Linked DNA regions of Hordeum vulgare: region 2 is linked to region 1. A link is a contact called in public HiChIP or PLAC-seq data. All regions are on one chromosome and are shown on one strand. Each heading gives the region's core, a stretch centred on a gene start, on an enhancer-like site or on the middle of the called end of the contact. The rest is flanking DNA. Distances are from core to core; before and after follow the strand shown. Region 1 holds the start of LOC123415519 (dof zinc finger protein 4-like). Region 2 holds the start of LOC123415535 (U-box domain-containing protein 27-like).

Region 1 (7,629 bases), core at 3,064-5,563:
CATCACCATTGCTATATTTACCACCTGTTCAAACCTTCTAAAACTGTGCCGAGATTGAACTTCCCGTTCAGCAATGGCTGTGGGACGAGTGTTGTATCTGCCACCAACGTGTCTGGTTTGTCTAGTATTGTATGAAGATTGAAGACTGCTGCGTGTTTGCTCCAATTTGTACCAAGATTTCTGCTTTCTGTCCATTTCTGGCATGTCTTACGTAGACGTTTACATATTGCAGAAAATATCACCTGAGGCACTTGGGACTGCAGATAGCTTTCGTTCTGAACACGACAAAACCTGAATGGCTGAACCTGTGCTCGTATAACAGTAAACTGAAAACAGCACACCGTCTTGTTAGTCTCCTCATCTTCAACGATCTGCAAATGTTATTCAACGAAAGGTATAATCGGACAAATCAGTGAACACTTGCTTGTAAATGTTACTAAACAAATGGTGTAATCACACAAATCAAGTGAACACTTCCGAACCTTTTCGGGAACAAACTACTTGTTGAAGTTGCATACACTCCATAATGCTCTAATTTTTTTGCTGTTGATATAATGCTCTATTTAGGATCTGTTGGGCCACAACTCCGCTCTAGGAGCGGGAGGAGCGGCGCCAAACGCTCTAGCTCCGCAGAGTCCGAAGCGCGGAGCGGAGCTGGCTGCGGTTCAATTTTTTGGAGCGGCTGAAACTGAACTCCGCAGATCCTGGAAAAGAAAGAGTTCGTGGAAATTACGGCAACTTGCCACCGATAAGTGAAACTCGTACCGGTTCGTGCGATATGTCTCTCTCTCGCTCGTACGATTTTTTTGCTCCATAATTTTTCTTGGGTCAGCTTATCTATACGAAAATCCCAATCAGCGATGGAAGCCAGAGTTTGGCTGCCGAACACGTTTGACTAATCGGGAAAGCTCAGACGGAGTGGGAATCAGCGAGTGGAGCGCGGATTTAAAGATTTGGGGGAGCTAGGCTATTGCCGAACAGCTCTTAGAGCAAGTACAATAAGGTACAGTTAGTAGGCTGTAAGATTAAAATACTATATCTTTGCTGAGTTGGATTAGAGAGAAGAGGAGAGAGAAGGGAAGCGGGCTCTTCGTGAAGAGCCAGCTCTAGCACATGCTCCTAGGTGCTTTGTAAGAATGAAAGGTGGGCCATATATAATAAAAGTAGTACTTTTATAGCTAACTATTGTACAAGTTAGCTATAAGATGGGCTATAAGACTTCGTATAGCCAGCAGTTGGCTATACTATTAACCATGCTCTTAGTTACACTTGCACCTAAAAGTTGATGAACATTTACTCAATATAAACATCTACCCCCCCTCTCTAAAGAAATATAAAAATGTTTAGATACTTATCTAAAATGCTTTTATATTTCTTTACGGAGGGAGTATAACTTATTTGGTAGATTTGTATTCTGCGTAGGCGTTGTTAAGAAAATCTGCATTCTAACCAGCCTGAAGTACGTGATTGCATATATAGTGTATATGTATGTATATGAAGTAACTGAGTTTATAAAATGCAGAATGGAGAAGCCGAATTTGAAACGATCAAAATTCATATTCTTACGTTTCAATTTTTTAGAGACATAACGTACAAGTGTGTGATTTTTCAGAACAAAATATATTAAAATGAGTGCTACAAAAAAAAAACAATTCTGCGGCTTTTTAGTACATGCACTATTCATCTTCAAAGTCCATGATTTTTTTTACAAAGCTCACATTTCAAGGAATTCCTTTCTACAGTTTTACACAAATACACGTCACATCCATGTACAATTTTTTCAGATTATTTTGAAACTGAGAAGTTTGAATTTTCAAAAAAAATAAATATATCAAAATTCTTGACCTCTATGGTGGCCGAGCTCCAAATCGCCCTACTCATGAATTTACCCCTTTTGTTGTTTAGAGGAGACAGACGTAACTGATCAAATTTTGTACTCCCATTTCTAGATTGTGGGCCAATTAATTATGTGGATCAGATAAAAGCCCACCTGCACTGGAGCCCTGGATTGCAAGATTGGGCAAATTATTGTCTGAATTGGATTGAAGCCCATGTCCATGTGAATGCAAAAAAAAAACATTGATCAATAGTCCTTTTTTTTAGAACATCATTAGTCCTTTTTTAGGGAACATTGATCAATAGTCAATACAGTTACAAAATCAATTTTTCTGACGCCCTTTTTACTTGGTTTTCTTTCTTGCAGACACAGTCCGAACTCTGCTTCTATAGGGTGATCACAGGGCTTTACAGGGATCAGCCAGAGCTAGGGATGCAAATTGGGCGTACTGGCCGACGATAGAACAGCATAAATAAGGTGTAATTCTGAAGCATGTGCTGAATTGATTAAACGCTAATTTATAAGTTCCGCCAGAGCACCACTCCACAGTAATAATACGAACAATTCTGTTCTGGAGTTCTTTTGGAGGGCGTATGTGCGTGCAGGGTGCGGCTGGTTTGTGATTTCCCTTGGTTGTTACTCTTGTTTCTTCTTGTCCTTAGATAGAAATAACCGTGGCCACGTTGGTAATTTGTTGAAGAGGATGAATAAAATTCTTCACCCCCGCAAAATAAATAAATGTTGAAGAGGATGGTGAACGCTTGAGCTCGAGCCGGCAATGATGGGATCCATACAGCACCCTCCCACCGCCCTAGCCGCGAAATGGATCTCGGAGCTGCCTGTCCTGTTGTAGCAACAATAATTGAGGCGTGCAGGCATGGTAAATCCTCTATAACTAGCTAGGGCCAAATGTCACCTTTCAAGCGACTAGTGGAAGCTGTTTCATATTGTTAGCTACGTCCACGCCGCACCACAGGGCATGTCGTTGGAATCCCAGTGCACCATTCATTCACCAGCATGGCATGGCACCATCAGCATCAGCATGTGTACATCGTCCACACCCAGCTCAGGGCTCAGGCAGTGCATACAAGAACAAGGGGAAGAACATTGATTTTTTTTTTTTTTTTTTTTTTGCGAATCTGGAAGAACATTGATTGATCGTACTAGGAAGGAGTGAGCATGTAGCTCAGAAAAGGAAAACCCAGCTGTTAATAGTAAGTATATTGCCAATAATAATATCAACATTATTAATATTACATTACATCCTTTTTTTTTTTATCCAACTTGTATATATATATACTCCTTGACCGTGAAGAACACATCATATAAGTTACTTCTGAACAAGGGTAAAATAAGGGGGAGGAAATTCGAAAGAAGAGACGTGGAATCAATCACAAGAGCGGCATGCATGCAGCGGCGATGGAACAAGCTGGAAAATGAGCTCAACATCGATCAAAGCCTGCAGAGAGAGCAGCTTCCAGCCCTTGGCAGCCCATCACCTTGCTCCACACATCGTAGCCGCCGGCGACGCCTTCGTGGAGGCTCATGGCGTCCTCCTCGGGAAGCGAATTGAACGGCTCGTACTTGGCCTCCTGGCCCCACGCCGACGGGAGCATCAGATCGCCGCCGTCCGCTGGCAACCCCAGCGAGTCGTAGCAGCTCTGGTCTACGCCGAAGTTCAACTCGCCAAGCGCCTGCGCGCGCGCGTCGCCGCACTCGAGCATGGTCGTTTCGCCGGGCTCCGTGCTGCTCGGCGCCCCGCAAATTTCGCCGAAACCGTGTTGGCCCGGGCTGGATAGGGCCGGCGGGCTCATCTCCGTGCTTGACCCACTCGAGGGGTCGGCCGATTCCGGCCCGACGGCGCGCTGCTCGGCGTGCGACTGATGGCTCAAGAACTTGGAGTAGAGCACTGCCAGATCGATCGTCGAGCCCTCGGCGGCTTCGGTGGGCTTGTCGGCCGACGCCGGCTGGCCGAGCTCGGCCGGGTTGCCGACCATGCCTTCTAGGAGCAGGTCGGGCCGGACCGGGCCGTGGAACTGGTGAGAGAACGCTGCTGCGCCGTGGTTCTCGGAGGCCGTGTCGGCCAAGGGCCGCACCGGCTTGCCCCGCCGGTTCTTGCGGCAGCCGCCGCCGACGGGCACGTTCCGGAGGGATCCGCCCTTGGTCCAATACCGGCGGCAACCCTTGCAGAAGTAGCGCGGCTGGCTGAGGCTGTAGTTGTTGTAGTAGCAGAACTTGGTGTTGGGCGAGTCGCAGCGAGGGCAGTTGGGCGCCACCTCGACGTTCGGCCGGTACCGCCGGGGGTCGACCAGCATGGCGCGCCGTCCGGCGGCGGCGGCGGCGTAAGCCAGCATGCTCTCGCAGTGGGAAGACAGCATGGCGACGATGGATATGGATCGCAGATCGAGGAGGAGATCCGCAAGCAGGAGAGCTGGGGGAATGTAGGAATGCGGTGATGTGAGAGGATTTGGAAGCTTGCAGATGCGAGAGGAGGGGGGTGGAGGGAGGCGTATTATATATACGTGGGAGAGCGGCCGAAGCCAGGACGAGATTTTTTCTTCGGTTGGTAGGCCATGGTGCATGTGCATGTGATTGTGAGTTTGCGCTGGTAATTAGAGGGTGTTTGTTTTCATGGATTATTTGTTTAGACACTTAAAAAAGTCTTAATAAATTCCATCTAAACCAAACAGGAGGGACTTATAAGGACTTTGATCATTTGAGACTTATCAAAAAAGATTCTCAGGAGAAACTTATTGGGACTTATCGATCGGCCCGCACCTACCCCGCATCGCCCCGCACCTACCCTGCCTCGCTCGTTCCCCGCCTCCTCGCCTTGCTCCTTCCCCGCCTCGCTCCAATCGCCGCCGCCGCCGGCACCCTCAACCGCTGCCGCCATGGCCGATGATGAGGAGGACCAGATCCCCTTCTTCTCTCAGTTCCCCTCGCATCAACAGGCAACCCAAGGCTCATCCGCCGGCAGAAATCTCGGGAGGGGAATGGGTTTCTTGGATCTCAACAGCAACGTCGACGCCTTCCTGGAGTTGGGCTCGTACCAGCAACTCCACATTGACCAGTCGGCGGTCATGGCCTTCCTCCGGTTGGACCTGGTCGTGGGAGGCCCGTGCCCCAGGGCGGAGGAGGCCGCAGCCGGTCTCTGAACATCGGAGGCCGAGCCGGCTCTCACCTGCGTCCGTTCGTCGCCCCGGGCGCAGCTGCCGTTGAGGGAGGTGTCATAGGGCGTGGGAGGACCGTGTCCCAGGTCACCGGACGCGGCGTAGGTCGAGCCAATGGGTCTTCATCGGCCGACAGTAGAGGAAAAACTACGGGGAAGCAACGTGTGTCGTCAACTGCTGCGTCTTCAGAAGATGTCGACGGGAATGAAGGCTTTGAAGATGAAGATGACAACAATGCTTTTGTATGAACAAGGGTTATGTGAACAAGTGTTTTATTATTAGGGATAACATGGACTTATAAGTCCCTGTAAACAAACAGGTAGGGACTCGGGACTTATAAGTTAAGACTTAAAAAAATCCTATGATTTATTAAACAAACAAGACCTTACACTAGTTAGTTAATGTCCAGTTTCCTCGATCAGCTCAAGTTTTTCTAGCAGTGTTGCTAGTACAATCTTAGTGACTTTGTTATGTCTCCGTCCATGTCATAACCGTGAGATCTTACATGGAGATTCATGTAAAATGTTAGCTTTTTAATATGATATCATTTGACCTAGACTTGATTAAGTTTTAGTGGACTGTCAATGTCCTGAGGCTCATGGGAATTGAATCGTATGTTCTAAAATAATCCACACAATTTAATTATAGAATCTTTAATGGTGGATTTCGTGCCCACGAATTTTGCAGCATTTTCATGTACACGAGTTCTGTCTTCATCATGAGAATTAAAAACAAAACATGGTCAGGGTTGGGACGTGATCGAGTACGTGACAAATGGGAAGGCTCATGCATGGAGCCATGGTTAGAGAGAGAAAAGGGGGGGGGGGGGGGGGCAAAATCAAACCAGGAGGTACCATCGCCAACAACCAGTGTTTGTGCGGTCTCTTTAGTGTATACAGTAGCGTGTTGATCTCGCACAATGGCGCCATAACCACCACAGTCCACAGTGCGATCCATCAATGCCGTCGTAGAAAATGAAATTCACGCCACTGAGCTGGAGATCTAATTAGCACTAAGACAGGGGCCAGGTCACGATCACAAACGTTTAATATCTCGCGACTTTGGGGAGGAAGCTAACAGAGTACTGTACGAAGCTTGCATGCATATTTCGCTCACAGAAATCATGGAGGACAGACAGGCACGGAGATCAGACTTTGGACTCCAACGGATCGATGAGGTACGTCCGCCTGTTTGTGTGGACTGCCGGCACGGGAGACAAGATGGAGTACGGTGCATCATAACTAGCCCTTCCACGACAAAACTACAGACAAAATCACTGTTCTAACCCAAGTTTTGTAAATAATTTACATAACGAACTCGCGTCGAAAAGATTTTACGTTTTGATCCTTTTAGAAACGCCATAAACCGTGCGTTGCATGCCAACACGAAACGTCATGCTAAGTCGCGTTTCTCTTTGTGTGCAACGCGAATCTAACCAGCGTTTCTGCTGGGGTGCAACGCCGTTATCCTATGGCGTTCCTACATAGAGTTGAAACGCCAGGAGGCATGTCGTTTCTTCCTAAGATATTTATTTGAGCCCACCCTCCCCCACCAGGCCACCATTCCACTCACTCTCTTCTCCCCCACATCTCCCCCGAGCTGCAGCCCCCTTTTCACATTTTCTCCCCACTTTTCCCCTCTCAAATCCTTTCAAAAGGATTGATTTGGTCCGTGGATCCGGTGTCATTTCCGTTGCTTGAGGTAATCTCCTTCATCTCCCAAATTTTGATTGGTTGGATTTGTGTATTTGGGTGGTATTTTGTTCATTTGTTTTCTAACCCTAGTTCCAGAATGTGATGTTCTTAGTGCATACTAATGATTATAGTTGTTCAATAATATTGTATTGTATTGGTTGGGTTATGTTTATTGTTAAGATATAGGGTTAGGGTTAGGGTTTGGCTTATGGTTATTGTTAAGATTTAGGGTTAGGGTTAGGGTTTGGGTAATGCTTAATTTGGATGGACATAGATGTTTTTAGTTGTTTTATGAGGAATGTGGTATATTTAGCGTTGGTACTTTTGTTCCATTTTTTAGATGGACAAGGTTGTGAATATTCATTATGTTGACAAAGATGCATTCATGGATGTTGATATTGTTGACAAGTATGAGGAAGAGTTGATATTTCTTGAGAGTCCTACCTATGAAGAGGTTGTGGAAGAAACACGGATAAGATTGAAGTGGGTTGATCCAAGTGACCAAGTAGAATTATTAGGAAGATATGATGTTGGGTCGGCACACAAGTGTCGAATGAAGACAATGCGTATCAAGTCCAATTTGCATTGGGTTACATACAAGGAGGTTGTTGCATCCTCGGTACTCAAGTCACTCGAAGTGTTTGCAAGTAAGGTGGTCAGGGCTCCTCTTTTTCATGTTGACTTGAACCAACCCTTCGTACATGATTTGATCCTGATTAGTAGTGTGCCACCTATTGTTGAGCATAAAGTTGAAGTGGAAGTCAATGAGTATCCCCAATATGAGTTCGGAGGTAGTGCACCGATCAAAGATGATGGTCATGACTCCGACGAAGAGTATGAGAGGCAACACAACATTGTTGGTGACGTAGAGGCTCAAGTAAGGCATGATGACATGGATCCTGACATTGTTTATCAGCGTGCTTGT
Region 2 (7,629 bases), core at 2,276-4,775, 420 kb after region 1:
ATATCTATCTAATGTGATATATGGAATATATGACAAAGGTCGAGTCTTGGAGTATTTTACGAGAAGTTAGGGCAAAACCCTCTCCAACAGTTCCCTTAAAGTGACCTTAACTTTACATGGTACAAAAAAAATAGACATCCCCGCAAGTTTGCTAGAAAACAACCATATCGTAAAATTTTGGCTGGCAGAAATTTCAGCAATTACCACGTGTGACACACACACACACACACACACACACACACACACACACACACACACACACAGCTGCCAGATACCGTGCTATCATCGGCCTGGCGGCTACCGTCGCTGCAAGAGTGTGCTATCATCGGCCTGGCGGCTACCGTCGCTGCAAGAGTGTGCTATCATCGGCCTGGCGGCTACCGTCGCTGCAAGAGTGCGAATACGACTGTTGTCGCTAGCGAGTGCGCCGCAACCGACTGAAGCCACGTCCCAGGTGCACAACCACCGATCGCCGGGTCCGCCACCGCCCCTTGCCGCACGTCTCCTCCTCCCCTACATCGCCTCATCCCCTCTGTGGCCTCCTTTGCTACCCTGCTATAGCCTCCATCTCGAAGCCCTAGCTCAAAAAACCGACGCAACAAAGGTATCCGGAGAATTGTTTCACCCAAAAAGAAAATATGCTTCAAAGAGTTTTATGACAATGTGTTTGGCCACATTTTTTCTTTTGGATTATAGATGAAAGTCTTTGTTTAATCTTTTTTCGAAAACTCATCTTCAGATGAGGATGAAGAAATCGATCTTCAAATGCATCAACGTGTAGAAGACCGCACTGGTCTTTAACAACTCCGTGATGATCAAGTTGAGCATTTATAGGCGCATTATGGTCAATAATCTTTATAGTGTGTTCTATTTGCAATGTTTTGATCGATCGGCTATGTTTGAATTGGAATGTCGTACTAAATTTTATATGGTTTAGCTCTGAAATTATTATCAAGTACTCTTTCTGTAAACTAATATAAGAGTGTTTAGATTACAAAAGTAGTAATCTAAACGCTCTTGTATTAATTTGCGAATGGAGTATCGATGTACTGTTGGAGTATCATTGTTTCAATTATTATGATGATGCAAATCAACCTGTGATTGGATGGTTAGAGAGACTATGGTATCCCCAACCCTCCAGTGTTCAAGTCTTGATGCTTGCATTATCTGAGTCTCTCGGAGATGCTCAATGCTCGGGTAAGGTATGCGTGTATGCGTTTATAAAGGTGAGTGTATGCGTGTGTATATGAGCACTTACATATGTACTATGTTCCAAAAAATATTGTGTCGATATTAAACATATGCATGTGTCATTTGTATTTATGTTTAACAGAAGATATGACGAGAAACTCAGGTAACTGACAAAAGTTGCTCCAAAACCTCCCCTTAATTTTACGGAACTGATGGAGATTTGGAGTTGCTCTAGCCGCGCTGTGTGTTGATCTGTCAACAGACTGAAAACTAACAAACCCACTACAAAAGGCATCTAAAATAAGCACACCACCAATTCAGAAGAGAACAAGAGGTAGCCATCCACTTCACTACGCGTCCAAATTACAGTCAAGTGTACATACAGATACAGGTAAATGCTGCCTATCTTGACCTTTGCAAACAAAAATAGTTATATCCTGTCCACTTTGACTTGGTTACGCGCAACAAAATATGTCGTTGTTATTTCAATTTGCACAGCGATTTCACCAATGGAAGCAACACAATTTGCGCAGCGATTTCACCAAGCGGGTTAGCTCGACAAATTTACTTGCTAGGAAGGAAGTGTACGAGGCCTTCTTCTTCAGTAAGGCATGACATGGATGGTGCGGCTGTCGTAGGAGGAGGAGACCATGCCCTTCCTTTCCTGCTCCATCCTCACTGCTCTCAGCAGCTCGCCGGCCATCCTCGACGTCGCCGGAGAGCAGTCCCCTTGCATCACCACCAGCAGCTTCCCCACCGCTTCCGGCGCGGCTGCTAGCGCTTCCCTCATCTTCCGCTCGCCGCCCCCCGCGCAGCAGGACAGCCACAGCAGCGCCACCGCGGCCTCGCGTCCCATTTGCCCGACCCGTATCATCCTGCCCATCACGGCTGCCGCCACCTCCGCGGCGTCCTCGGCGATCGCTGCTTTACCATCGCTGCAGCGGGCCGCCTCTACTAATAAAATCAGCGCGGACTCCGCCGCGGCCGTGGGCGCGGCCGCCACGGCCAGCGCGAGCGCGGGGACGGCGCCGGCTCGGACCATCGACGCTCGGGCGGGCCGCCCGCGTACCTGAACGGCCGCGGCCATGCACAGGATGGCTGCCGGCGACGCAGCCTCCTTGAGGATCCTCACCAGATCCGGGAACAGCTCCGACCTGTCGGCAATTGCGGTCTTGACGTCGGCGTCCGGCACGGGCGACGTCAGGATCGACTCGAGAACCACGACGCCGGTGGGACCTGCGGCGAGCAGCGTCGTCACGATGCGACCCAGATCGCTGGCCACGAGCACGGTGATGACGGCTTTCTTGGCATCTTCGCTGACTCCGCCCGCGGACAAGACGGCAGCCAAGGCCTCCACGGCCATCTTGACCCGTCCACGCTTCTCCGTGCCGTCCACGGTTAGGTAAGAGGCAATCTCCGGCGCCACAGTGGCCAGGATCCTCACCGCGTCGACGCGCGCGTCGGTGCCGGCGCCTCCCTTGGCGAAGGAGAGGAGCGCCGGCACGGTGGAATCGAGATCAGCGGCGACGGCAGACGCGACGGAGGCCTGCTTCCCTTTCTCGGGCGCAATCTTGGCGGCGAGCGAGCGCACGGCCTTCTCCGCCGCGGCGGGCTCACCGTGCGAGGCAGCGAGCTGCGAGAGCGCCTCCTCTGGCGAGGGCGAGGGCGGCAGCGTGGCGGCGTGCAGATGGATGAGGCGGCGGAGGAGCAGGTTAGGCACCAGGTCGGTGGACGCCAGCGGCAGCCGCGTGGCAGGGCACGTGCGGTGGCCGGAGTCGAGCCAGCGCTGTATGGACGCCCGGTCGTAGGTCGCGCCGGTGGGGAGGCTCACCGGCGACCGCATCACCTCCAGCGAGATCGGGCACCGGAACGCGGCCGGCGTCGTGGGAGACGCGGCCATCACGAGCGGCTCCGGCGGGCGGATCCGCCGCCTCGCCTGCTGTCCGGCGACGACCGCATCCATGGCGATTGGCGGAGCGAGGATTGCTGAGCTGTTGGGGACAGCGGGGGGGAGTGCGAGCCGAGGCCTTAAGAACGCGAGTGGGGGATGATGTCAGCGGGTCAACGGTCAAAGTCAAGTGGGTGGGAATGGTGGTGTTGACGTTTTTGCTCTCGATAAGGATGGCCATCGCCCATTGGGTATAGCAGCCTCGTGCCATCACCAATGGAACAAGCATGGAGGATTGCAAGGATGGGGACGAAGATGCCAATATATTTCTAATTTTTTTGCGGGACCTGCTTCGAACTTTGTTCATTTATTAGAGTGTGGAGACTATTGAGACTTGGCTGGTGACTTGGCTGGATCGAGAGCCATGCTCCTTCATCCAATTTTTATTTATTTTTTTGGAAAAATCAACAGAAGAAAATGACTCTTTGTGTGAATATCAAACTTTCTCAAACGCTTGAGTGCCAAATATTAGGACCTCATACTTCCTGTGAATATCAAACTTTCTCACACGCTTGAGTGCCAAATATTAGGACCTCATACTTCCTGTGAATATCAAACTTTCTCACACGCTTGAGTGCGCCGGGTGTGTGCAAAATTTTATTGGTAAACGACATTTAAGGAACTCGTAGCAAAAAGGGCAACATAAACATCGAATAATGTGTTTTTAAAACTTTTTCACATGCCTGTTCTTTTTTGTGTGAGAGCTAATCAAATGTACAAACATCAGCAATTTGGGCATGGGCTTCATATATTGAAGCATGGTACATTTCTGAACAAGAAATCATTTTTCATTTAATTTTTTTACTGTTCATACACAAGAGCATCTGAATTCGGGAGCCAAATAGTCGCGTCCATAGACATATCTACAATAGATATACCATAATATAAATACAATCATTTACTAGTCACTATGTAGACCTACATGAAGACAATAAAATTTCAGTGTATATAACTTCCTCAAATTCTCAAATGATACAATTAAAATACAATTATATATATAATATCATTCAGAAAAATACTATTGTTACATTGAACTGAATACCTTCATTACCAAGTTTTAATGCTGACATGAATATGATAATCACAAAAAATTGAAAGATACTACTCAAGTACTTGCAAAATAATAAAGCTCGTTTAAGATTTTTCGTAGCTGCAACAAGATACAAAAGTTTCCCTTTATTGTGATCCAGTTTCAACATATGTCAGAACATTTGTAATCGGGAAATCTGAATTATGTATTGCAAAACAAGATTATTTCATTGTGTGGATGCTTGTATATATAATTTCAGTTTCACTCGTACAAATTTTAATAACTATGTTAGGTTGTGTGTACTTTGTACTTAACATGTTCGTTATTTATTTGAGTAATGCTCATTGTGATGTTTAAGTATGAACTATCCAGATTAATTTCACTAATACCAACTACAAACTTACAATGCCTATGCTAGGTTGTTGTTAACACTACTAGAGAAAACATTATACACACAAGCTTACGAGTAGCGTTTTTTAAAAGGAGGCGTTACTGCTACTTAGCAGGAGCGCGTGTACAAAAACAACGCTATTAATAAACTCATATCAGTAGCGTGGTAGTATAATACGTGCTACTACTATAATTACCACACCATTCCCGACAGGCTAGGTATAGTAGTAGCGCCCTACCTAAACCAGCGTTGCTACTATTCTACTTAGTTGTAGCGCTTCGCGCCAACCCGCGTTGTTGCTATGCCCACCTTATCCACCCCGTGCGCTCCCTCTCTCTTCCTCACTCCCGTCCCCTCAGTCCCCCGCCGCTGTCGCTCCCTCTCTGCCCCCCGCCGCTCACCGCCGCCATCGCCTATCCCTCCTCCCTCTGTCGTCGTCACCTTCCCCTCCTCCCTGGACTCGGTAATCCCCCCTCCTCCCTTCTCCCCGCCCTACCTCCTTCCTCCTCCCTCCCCTCCTCCATTCGCCGCCGGTCGGCCCTTCCTTGCTCCGCCTTCCTCCTCCTCCCTCCTTCAGTCGCCCCTCCTTCTCCCTCCTCCCTCCTCCACGACCCACCTCCTTCGTACTCCCTCCGCTGCTCCATTTGCCGCAGGCCGGCCACTCCTCGCTCCGCCTCCCTCCTCCGTCCTCCTTTCTCATCCCTCCTTCAGTCGCCCCTCCTTCTCCCTCCTCCCTCCTTCATCCACAACCCCTCCTCCCTGCTACATTTTGATTTAGTAGGCTGATAACCCACAAGTATAGGGGATCAATTGTAGCCTTTCTCGATAAGTAAGAGTGTCGAACCCAACGAGGAGCTAAAGGCAGGACAAATATTCCCTCAAGTTCTATCGACCACCGATACAAATCTACGCACACTTTACTTTTGCTTTACCTAGAACAAGTACGAAACTAGAAGTACTTTGCAGGAGTGAAAGGATAGGCTTGCAAGAAAGTAAAGAACACGTAAATAAAACTAGGAGCTGGTTAGAAAAAGAAACAACTACGAGTGTCTAACGAGTGTGGAAAAGTGGTGGTAGGAGTTGCGGAATTGTCCCTAAGCAATTGACTACGTTACTAGATCGATAGCAAGTATCATGTGTGAGAGGCCTCTGCTAGCATGTCATCCCTTACTTGGAATTCTATGCACTTATGATTGGAACTATTAGCAAGCGTCCGCAACTACTAACGTTCATTAAGGTAAAACCCAACCATAGCAATAAGATATATTGGTCCCCCTTCAATCCCATATGCATCAATTTCTATGCTAGGTTTGAAGCTTCTGTCACTCTAGCCTGCCAATACGTAGTCGTATCGACATACAACTAACCCTATGGTGTGATCCACGTGCGCGATCATATGAAAGGCATCAAAGGACAACAACATAACCACAAGAAAATTAAACCAATCATAGCAATTCATCAATCACCGATAGGACAACGATAATCTACTCAGACATCATAAGATAGCAACACATCATTGAATAATAATATGTAGCATAAAGCACCATGTTCAAGTAGAGGGTACAACGGGTTGCGGGAGAGTGAACCGCTGAATATAGATGGGGGAAGATGATGGACATGTTGGTGAAGATGATGGAGGTGTTGGTGTAGATCACCGTCACACGATGATGTCCCGGACAGCGTTCCGGCGCCGCCAGGAGAGAGGGGGAGAGAGCCCCCCTCCTTCTTCTTCTTCCTTGACCTCCTCCCTAGATAGGAGAAAGGTTTACCCTCTGGTCCATGGTCTCCATGGCGGCGGAGGGACGAGAGCCCCTCCAAGATTGGATCTCTCTCTCTGTGTCCTTCTGTTTTTACGCTCACAGATTCTGCGTTTCACCGTTTCTTAAATTCCCAGAGATCCATAACTCCGATTGGGCTGAAATTTTAACACGATTTTCTTCCGAATATTATACTTCTTGCGGCGGAAGAAGGGCTCCAATGGCCTTAAGGAGTGGCCACAAGCCTGCCAGCCGCCTCCGTACCTCCTGGTGGCGGCTACAGGGCTTGTGGGCCCTCCGTGCATCGCCTCGCGTTGATTTTTCTTCCCAAAAATCATAAATATTCCCAAAAAAATCTCCGTAAGTTTTTATTACGTTTGGACTTCGTTTGGTATGGATATTATGCGAAACAAAAAACATGCAAAAAACAGGAACTGAAACTAGGCACTGGATCAATATGTTAGTCCCAAAAATAGTATAAAAAGTTGCCGAAAGTATATGAAAGTTGTAGAATATTGGCATGAAACAATCAAAAATTATAGATACGACGGAGACGTATCATAGGCTAGTTGATTTTTCTTGTTGATATGCAACATTTTGATTTACTTAATAGTTTGTAGTTGATATATAACAATTTTGATTTAGTATGATTAACTGATTAGTAAAAATTAAGACATAGTTGATATTTTTTAGTTGATATAAGCCTCTGTTCATATATAACACTTTGATTTAGGATAGTTTCTAGGGTTTAGTTGATAGTTTCTAGTTAACTGAATTATTACTAGGGTTTTAGTATATTATTTTTAGACATAGTTGATAGTTTCCAGTGATCCTGAAACTATTTACTCATTTTCTAGAATGAACATGTCATATTTGTTAATATTACTCAGATACATGTTGATAGAATATATTTTGTTTATGCAGAAATCAAGTATTTGCCCTGCCTCATCCCCGTAGTCGTCCCCATCGCCGACTCCCTAAGACCTCCAGGTGAGAATAGCCAAATCCCCATGTTGTTCATATAGATGATAATGTATTGTAAATGTCGATGATGAAAATGCTAGTGCTAGTCGCCATGTCATTGATGTCGATGATGATGCATTCTGAATATAGAGGATGTCTTGGTGTTCTTGTTTGCAATGTACCTCCGAGTGGCCTATGTTTTGCTGGAATGTTGATTCGTTTCCATTCCAGCAAATTTCAGGCGCTCGATATGTCCTGTTTTTAGTAAATGTCATGCCGATTTTTTTTCATGAATTTTAGCATGACTTGTGCTATAATGTAGGACATATCGAGTGCTTGTGATTTGCCA

What was found. HiChIP or PLAC-seq counts read pairs in DNA pulled down with a chosen protein or histone mark.
Region 2: an H3K4me3 HiChIP or PLAC-seq map of embryo shows a contact between it and region 1, with 7 times the contacts expected there. The contact joins the promoter of LOC123415535 here to the promoter of LOC123415519 in region 1. A contact is called at or near these places in 1 of 6 Hi-C or Micro-C datasets (seedling) and 1 of 1 datasets of contacts at active chromatin or transcription factors (embryo).

The regions. Positions count from the first base shown.
Region 1 is chr1H:471,015,826-471,023,454 of MorexV3_pseudomolecules_assembly, forward strand. It overlaps LOC123415519 (dof zinc finger protein 4-like), which reads right to left and starts at 4,314. Exons shown (of 1, transcript XM_045106741.1): 1 at 3,034-4,314. The coding sequence starts at 4,215. The coding sequence ends at 3,280. It overlaps LOC123446297 (protein LEAD-SENSITIVE 1), which reads left to right. Exons shown (of 3, transcript XM_045122973.1): 3 at 1-165.
Region 2 is chr1H:471,435,077-471,442,705 of MorexV3_pseudomolecules_assembly, forward strand. It overlaps LOC123415535 (U-box domain-containing protein 27-like), which reads right to left and starts at 3,526. Exons shown (of 1, transcript XM_045106742.1): 1 at 1,508-3,526. The coding sequence starts at 3,154. The coding sequence ends at 1,793.